Linked DNA regions of Mus musculus: all the other regions are linked to region 2. A link is a contact called in public Hi-C data. All regions are on one chromosome and are shown on one strand. Each heading gives the region's core, a stretch centred on a gene start, on an enhancer-like site or on the middle of the called end of the contact. The rest is flanking DNA. Distances are from core to core; before and after follow the strand shown.

Region 1 (2,700 bases), core at 178-2,677, 190 kb after region 2:
ATTGTTTTCAGCTCCCTCCTTGTCTCCCTGACGCCCTTGAGCTTAACTGCAGTCAGGTCACAAGTATGTTTATGACCAAAACTGCCAGAGTCCTTTGCCTGTGACCTTGTACTCTTGAGAAGGAGTGTGACTCTGAAATTCAATAAATAAATAATTCTGAATACACAGTGTTAGGAGCACAAGGTACAAGACTCTGGGCTTCCCTTGGAAAGAAAAATAAAAGGCTTTGTAGGAGTGGGATGTGGGTCTCTAAATTTTGAGAGAAGGGTCACCTTTTTGCAAGCAAATATCTTACAGTTCTTCCACTCAATAGCTTATATGTGAGTTAAATGAATGCAAAGGGCTGTGTGCTACATTCTGTCACAAAACAAGTCATAATAAAACATTAAATACACATGAGGTCTATACCTATAGATATGTAGATACACATACATATGTAATTTGGTTGCTTATTGATATGTTTATAAAAAGATAAAGAGAGAGGGGATATGTTTTGGTGGATGTGTAGTCAGGTAAGGGGGCAAGAAGTGCCTCTACTGGCCTATGCTGAGGCATCCCTTCTTCATGAGGGACCAGCCATAGGATGATATACTATAGAATAGAGTTTATTCAGGGCATGGGGAGGGGAGTCAAGAGGGTAGTAGAGACAGAGAAAGGGGAGAGAGAGAGAGAGAGAGAGAGAGAGAGAGAGAGAGAGAGAGAGAGAGAGAGAGAGAGAGAGAGAGGTAGAGGCCAGGCATGAGCATGTGGCGAGCAGGAGCAGGAAGGCAAGAGAGCAATCGAGAGAGAGGAGGAGACAAGCAGCCCCTTTTATAGTGAGTCAGGCACACCTGGCTGTTGCCAGGTAACTGTGGGACAGAGCTTAGACAAAATGCTAACACTTACGATCTATCTTTAAGTATTGCCTAAGAGTCGATCATTCTTTAGACCACGTAGGCAAAGTTCTAAACCTTATTCCTGATCTTCATGTAGCTTTAGTGTTTGCATTGCTTAGATTTCCTTGTGGCATGCATCAAAAAGAGGTGATGTTTGACTTTTATGAATAAAGAAATACGTTTAGTTCATGGGAGATACTCACCTACAGTCCTGTGGTGGCCTTGTTAATGGGGGCCCTCTTGTGCTTCATCCTTAGGGTGCATGGGCTAAGAGTGCCCCATGACCTCACAGGTTGGAGTTGGCTTTAGGTTTCACTCTAGAACACAAGTGAAGCATGCTGCTAACTGAAGGGGCAAGGAAGAGGCGCGCGGATGCTAAGATCAAAGTCATCTTCCCAAGGTCCTGATTCGGAAGATGAGGCTCGGTCTCTGTGTGTTGACTTCCGTGCTCAGGCACGTGACTTGGTGACTGCTCGGAAACTAGAACCAGATCTTTCTGATCCCCAAACAGCTGCTTTTCCTTCTTTCCTCTGTCAGCAGCTCTCTGTTCTGCTGAGCACAGCAGAGCACAGGTGACAACCACTTCCTGAAGGGTCCCCAGGCTTCCGTTTACAAACCTCTTGGTTTCCAAAGCCATGACTCAGGTCCCCGGTGCCTAACCTCCTTTTGTTCCTCTTTGCATTGTCCCTTTGCTCTGTCTTAGTATTTTTTCTTTGCCCCTCCATTGTAGGTGACCTTCCCAGGGCAAACAGGCAGATTGGGGTCAGGGTGTCCTGGGGTGCAGAGTCCAGTGGCCAACAAACAGAATCCTGGGTCTGCCTCAGTGGTCCCTGAGAGAGCAGGGATGGTCTGTACCTCTCACTGCCTCTTTTCCTTCCTGTCTCCCCTCCTCTTCCCTTCAGCTCCTCACTCTTCTCTCCCCTGGTCCCTTATCTCTGCTCTAGATGTTGCTCTTTCTTCGATAATAACAGTCCAAGATAATGTAGCTTTAGATAGTGTCACCAACCAGAAACACCCAAGGCTAGCTAAGCAGGCAGCAAAGTGTAATTTTAAATTTAAAATTAGCCATCTAGACCTATTTCAGGAGTTCATAGCTGTGGGGTGGTGACCAAATGCTCACCCTGTAGCAAGAGTCAGAGATGTGTGCAGTGGCTTAGTGAGTTAAAAAAAAATGTTCCTGGACTCATGACTCAAGAGAAAAATGCCATTGTTTCTAAAATAAGCACATTCTACATGCATTCTACATGATGCAAATGATTTCTGGATAACACAGAGTAATTTAAATATGTTTTAATTTTATTTTAAAATTACTCAAAAGAACTTTAGTGGCTAGTAGGTTGGAAAGAACAGAGTGTGAGGGAGGGCTTTCTTCTCTATTGTTAGAGGTGACAATGTTTACCATGCAGCTGGTTAAGGACTAGGGGACCTGTGACAGAGGTCAGTCACTGTGTGGAAGGAACTGGATAAGCATCAGTTAGTCATTGTTTGTAGCTTTACTGTTTCTATCATGTAACATTCTCTTCTAGAGGACAGTCACATGCCTTCCTCCTTCCCCAGATCCATCAGTGGCCACCTCATGCCTTGCTAATCAGTGTATGTATCGTGGATGGCACTTGGGGCGTCATCCTAGGTCATCAGGACAAATGAGGCTCCAGTCCCCCTTAGTCAGAATCAGAGCTAGAAGCAGATTCCAGCTGCAGATGTGCTGGGTTGCTAGAGCCGATCCTGGTTCTTGGCCACAGCGATCTTGTCTATAGCTCACTTCGATGACTATCACTTCCTGGGGGTCTAAGTGGAAAATGGCAAATATACCAAGCTAGCTCCT
Region 2 (2,700 bases), core at 192-2,691:
CCACTTTAAGGAAATCGAGACGTATTTATGAACAAATGGCTGCCTTATTGCCAGTGTGTTCTTCCATCTTTGGATTTACTGACGCTATTTAAAATGTGAATTGCTTGAGATGAGGTGACATCATTGTTAAACCTGCCACAGCTGCAGAAACTCTCTCTCTGTCCAGTTATTTGGATGAGCTGTGCATCACGGTAAGGACGTGGGTTCTCCGTGGGATACATTTTGCTTCTGCTTTCCTAGGAGTTTCAGGTTAGATTTCTGAAGCAGGGCCCCCTTCCTGGACTCTATCCTTATGACTCACAACTGCTGTTCAACCTGGAACGGATGCCAGCTGGGAATTATAGAGCTGAGTTTTAACACAGAGTGGGCGTGTTGGCCAGGCTTTGGTCAACTTGTCACATGCTAGAGTCATCTGGGGAGGGGAACCCTCAATTGAGGACATACCCTCATCAGAATGGCCCATAGGCAAGCCTGTAAGGTGTTTTATTGATTACTGATAGATGTGGGAATATTTAGCCCATTACGAGTGGCGCTGTTCTGGGCAGGTGGTTGGTTCTGGGTTCCATAAGGAAGCAAACAGAGCAAGCTACCGGGAGCAGACCAGTAAGCAACGCCGTTCCACAGACTCTGCTTCCGGACCTATCTCCAGGTTCCTGCCTTAACTTCTCCTGATGATGGACCAGCAAGTCAAACAAATCCTTCCCTCCCCAGGTTGGTTATGGTGTTTCATCACAGAAACAGAAAGCAACTGAGGCAACAGGTTGGGGACTGAGTCAGGTTTCCTAATATGACATTGTCTAATGGAGCCCAGAGCTAGATTAGGCCAGGTAGCTCTCTGCGTCCCAGGATGGCAGTCAAGACACATCACCACTAAGGGCCACAGGAGTAAATGCTGACTCTCTCACAGAACGCTTTGAAATATTGGCTCACCAACCAAAGGGCACACACGGGCTGGTCTGAGGCCCTAGCACTTAAGTAACAGAGGGTTGCCACTTCTGGTCTCAATCAATCAGAGAGAATGCACCTAATTCTGCAGAGACTTGATGTGTCTGGATTATGGGATGCAGGATGGGGGCTGTCCTCTAAGAGACAACATTTGAGGGAAGGAAGGCAACATTTGAGATGTAATTAATTAATTAATTAATTAAGAAGAGAAATATTAGCTCATTTTGTCTTGCAGCTGACTTTGCTCCAACCACACACGTTGTCTGAACACATCAGGCTTTCTCCAGTCTGAGTAGTTCTATGTAGGAGTCTATTCTCAGGCCACTGCTTGCTTCTTTCAGGCATTTGCTGAAATTTCACTTCCTCATTGAGGTGTTCCTTTGCCACGTGGTTGAAAGCGGTCATGTGACCAGCTATGGAACTGGGCGTGCTCTCCTTTCTCACTGGTGGCCAGCAAGCCCCAGCGGTCCTGTCTTCACTCCCCACAGCGCTGGGGTTAGAGTTGTACGCAGCCACCTCCAGCATTTATACGGATGCCGGGATCCAAACCTGACTGTGTGGCAACTGCTCTGACCTACTGAGCCATCTCTTCAGCCTCGTCGCTTCTGATCCCCAAGCAATTGTTTCTTAACTAGCTCAGAACTGTCACTGTCATAGTTTCGATGTATTTATTCATCCATCAGCCATCAGCTGAAAGTCTAGAAGCAGGGCGTTGTGCTCTCTAATGGAAACAGTCACTTATTTATTATCTCAACTGCAAATGCTTTTATGCACATTTAACAAAGTTGCTTTGTTTAACTCATGGCAAATGATAGTAATGTGAAACTAAGAATTTGCAGAAAAGACCCGAGACATTCTACCAGTGTGTCAGCAAAGGCACTGAGCTGGTTTGTTAATCCGGTTTTGTTTCACTTCACTAAAACGCTGCAGATTTCTGGACCTCACTGAGTCACAGTTAAATAAATGGTGAAGGACACCAGTGGGAAAACAAACCAACCCCGTGGTTCACCCAGTCTCCCCTGTTGCTGCAAGGGCGCTGGCCTGGCTTGGTCACCTGACAGTCACAGGCCATGCCTGCCCAGTCCTTGAGCATGTCTCATTGCACTTTTTTCTAAAATATTGATCTGTTTGAATCTGTTTTCACCATTCGAGCTCCAGGAAGAGAAAGCGCATGAATGTCTCTCTCTGTGTGTCTGTGTATGTGTGTGCATGTGTGTGTATGTATGTATGTATGTATGTATGTATGTATATATGTATGTTTATGTATGTGTAAGCATGTGCATGTGTGTGTGTTTGTGTGTGTGCACTTGGGGAGGTCAGAGGACAACTTGTGGGAGTTGTTTCTTTCCCCCACTGTGAGTTTGGGGGTCAAATCTGGATGTCAGGCATGTGCTTTTATTTACTGAGACATCTTGCCAGGCCCTAGAACTATTTTATTTTATTTTTTAGTATTTTTAGAAATTATCACACTGTTTTCCTCAGAGGTCAAACAATTTTACGTTCCTGCTCTCAGTGTAAAAGGGTTCCAATTTCTTCACATCATCTCTAATATTTGTTTTATTTATTTTGGACAGTAGTTTTAAATTTTATTTTGGTTTTAGAGATCCTACTGATAGGAGTTGTTACTGAGATATGCATAAATATGTGTAAAAGTATATGAATTAATTTCATTCTAAAGCAATTGTAAAATATATACTTTTGTAAGTATAAATATGTGAATTAATATTAAATTCTGGTAAAGGAGATCTTAGCAAG
Region 3 (2,756 bases), core at 124-2,623, 240 kb after region 2:
CTCAGCCTTTGGAAACCTGGAGTTCAAGACCATCAATATGAGTGGAGCCATTCCTTATCCATCCATAACGTTTATATTTATAGAGCAAAATGATCCCTAGTCACTAGTATGCAGATGAGGTACCCAGACAATCTCAGACTGAAATAGTGTAGATCTCATCGCTGACAACCTGGAGCTTTGTGAGCATGCTATATCATTATCATAGAAGAACGTGTTTGTTTTCTTTGTATGATGTCAGAATCTATTGGATAAAGTAAATTCACAAGGTATGCTGGTTTCCTTGGTGGCAGCTTCCCAGAAAACTCCTACTTTTCTTGATGGCCCTAGCAACAGACTCTTCTATTTCAATCTTGTTTACTGCTACTACCTTTAAATCACACATAGCATACAAAATAATATATATGTATATGTGTAGTTTATAATATGGCTACAAAGAGCAAGGAAAGCAGAGTTTCACCGAGGCTGAAAGGCCAACCTGGGAATCTGATACAAATGTAGCCTCTGTGGACTGAGACAATGAAGCAGTTGCAGGTCTCTAGGGAAGTTCTGTGGGGTGGCTACACTGGTAGGATCTGACTGGAGGGTCAGAGCTGAGTTGTAGAGTTGAGTCTGGCTGCAAAGATAAAGGACAAGACTGAGTTCAGATGGATAGTCCAGTAGTTGAATGAACGGCAGGTCTAGCTAAGTAATCAGGTGCATTTCCAGTAGGCTGTATCAACAGCAAGAATCGAACCGAACTGAGTGCCCTGGGACACTTGGAGTCCACTTTGCACGTTGGCTGCTTGAAGGTTGTCAGGTGAGAAGCATTGGGGGGGGGGGTGTCTTTGTCATCACAGTGCCAGATGTTCATATGTTTATGAGGACCAGATAAGGGACTCACACCCTTTCTTTGGTCTGGTGAGTCTGATGAGTTCTTGGTTAAGGCTTGCAAGATAAGTAGAGCTTTGATATGCCCACATACATAGATTTGCCCAGGAGATTTATAGAGCGATGCCCTTTCAACTCCCAGGAGTAAGAAGTCATCAGTCTATGCTGATGGCTAGTGCTAGATAGGTGGTGCCATCTATGTGTCCTCCTAGCTGTATATCCTGCATCATCAAAGTTGGAATCAAAACCTGCCTGTAAAATGGCGACTATCAGGATAAGACATACAGGAAACTTAACTGTTTTTACATTATGGAGTAACTTAGGGCTGTGCGTGCTCTGATTATAAGGGGGAACACTACAAACTCACTGAAGAAGCACAAGGCAAGTGAGAAAAACTCAGTCATCTGGCTCGGGCCCCATGGAGGCCCCCTTGAAGCCAGCTATCTTTCAATGACAAAAGTTCCTCCAGGCCCACTTCAGTCCTTGAAGTTGAATCATACAGGAAACCACACTTGTCAAAGGTCAAACATAGCTGGGAGGAAGCAGTCCTCGGCTTACTTCATCATCCATTCTGAGCTCCTAGGAAGGCCACAGAAAACTTGTCCAGCTGAGGGGCTTTGGTTTTCTGCCATCAGGAAGCTAGAGAATCAGAAAATCATGGCCACAGAATTGAGACTGACAAATTGGGAGCTGCTGTTACAACTGTGGCCAGGTCCACAGATACTCCAAGAAAATACATATCCTACACGAGACCTCTCAATAGCCACAGAGCTGGAGATCACCCAGTGCCTTTAAGTTGCTACTTAGGTAGCAGAAAGGCCTCCAAGCAAAGAAGTAGGAGATTCTGCCTGATCTCCCCCTCCAAAATATTCTACAAGTGTGGCTATTTGGTCATGTGCTGACTGAAGATGTTAAGAGAACTGGAAAAATGTAAACTTCAAGTCGCCACCTTTTTGCATGAAATTGGCAGATGACAAGATATTTGAAGTATGTTTCCCAGCATCAGCTTGTGGGTATTAACTAGGATCTGAAAACATCAGAGAGGCTGATACTGAACTGCAGTGTATGATTGAAAGTCTACAGTCTACTTTGTGTGTGATTGTGTGTATGATTGTGTGTGTGATTGTGTGTGTGTGTGATTGTGTGTGTGTGTGTGTGTGTGTGTGTGTGTGTGTGTGTGTGTGTGGTGGGGTTATGGAGAGAGAAAGGGTTTGAGATTGAATTCATGGTGTCACCCATGCTAGAAATGTATTCAGTAATGAGATGTGCCTTCACCCTATGCAGTTTGAAAGGGTAATGTCTCTTGCAGGTGCATGCATTGGAACACTTGGTCACCAGTTGAAGGTGGTTTTTTGTTGTTGTTTTGTTTGGTTTGGTTTTTTGGAGGTTAGAGAACCTTAAGGAGGTGTGATTTTTCTGAAGGGTGGGGTGAGGGTGTGTGTTTTGAATGTTTATAGCCTGGTCCTATTTCCTGATCTCTTTGCTTCCTGTGTGAAGACAATACGTGATTTCTCTGCTTCCTGGCCCTACCATGGTGCAGTGCCATATCTTCTCAACATTAATGGTATGTGAGTCTCAGAAACCATAAAATAAACCCCTTTTGAAAGTTAATTTTGGTATTTCATGACAGCAACAGGAAAGTAATGAATACAAGCCCTAAAGCAATTGTCTTAGGGTTTTACTGCTGTGAACAGACACTATGACCAAGGCAAGTCTTATAAAGGACAACATTTAATTGGGGCTGGATTACAGGTTCGGAGGTTCAGTCCATAATCATCAAGTAGGAACATGGCAGCATCCAGGCAGTCATGGTGCAGGAGGAGCTGAGAGTTCTAAATCCTTATCTGAAGGCTTCTAGTGGAAGACTGCCTTCTAGGCAGCTAGGATGA

The links. Hi-C and Micro-C count contacts between places; a contact is called where the count stands out from the background.
Region 1: a Hi-C map of bone marrow-derived macrophages shows a contact between it and region 2, with 2.8 times the contacts expected there. The contact joins two enhancer-like sites. A contact is called at or near these places in 3 of 484 Hi-C or Micro-C datasets (bone marrow-derived macrophages, cortical neurons and nephron progenitors) and 4 of 115 datasets of contacts at active chromatin or transcription factors (bone marrow-derived macrophages, microglia and neural progenitor cells).
Region 3: a contact with region 2 is called in a Hi-C map of bone marrow-derived macrophages, with 3 times the contacts expected there. The contact joins two enhancer-like sites. A contact is called at or near these places in 2 of 39 promoter capture datasets (embryonic stem cells and liver), 3 of 484 Hi-C or Micro-C datasets (bone marrow-derived macrophages and nephron progenitors) and 1 of 115 datasets of contacts at active chromatin or transcription factors (bone marrow-derived macrophages).

Annotation. Positions count from the first base shown.
Region 1 is chr14:120,571,153-120,573,852 of GRCm38.p6, reverse strand. No RefSeq gene overlaps it. Among named protein-coding and RNA genes, the nearest start is that of Gm41252, 6.0 kb to the left of the region's middle. Within about 2 kb of position 1,427, at least 84 of the 459 cell types and tissues checked have an H3K27ac peak or open chromatin away from gene starts, as enhancers often do. A contact at or near this core is called in bone marrow-derived macrophages and microglia, where this site is marked.
Region 2 is chr14:120,761,607-120,764,306 of GRCm38.p6, reverse strand. It overlaps Gm41253 (a long non-coding RNA gene), which reads left to right. Exons shown (of 6, transcript XR_874981.1): 6 at 1,287-2,196. Among named protein-coding and RNA genes, the nearest start is that of Gm25781, 36 kb to the left of the region's middle. Within about 2 kb of position 1,441, at least 61 of the 459 cell types and tissues checked have an H3K27ac peak or open chromatin away from gene starts, as enhancers often do. A contact at or near this core is called in bone marrow-derived macrophages and microglia, where this site is marked.
Region 3 is chr14:120,519,673-120,522,428 of GRCm38.p6, reverse strand. No RefSeq gene overlaps it. Among named protein-coding and RNA genes, the nearest start is that of Gm41251, 11 kb to the left of the region's middle. Within about 2 kb of position 1,373, at least 41 of the 459 cell types and tissues checked have an H3K27ac peak or open chromatin away from gene starts, as enhancers often do. A contact at or near this core is called in bone marrow-derived macrophages, where this site is marked.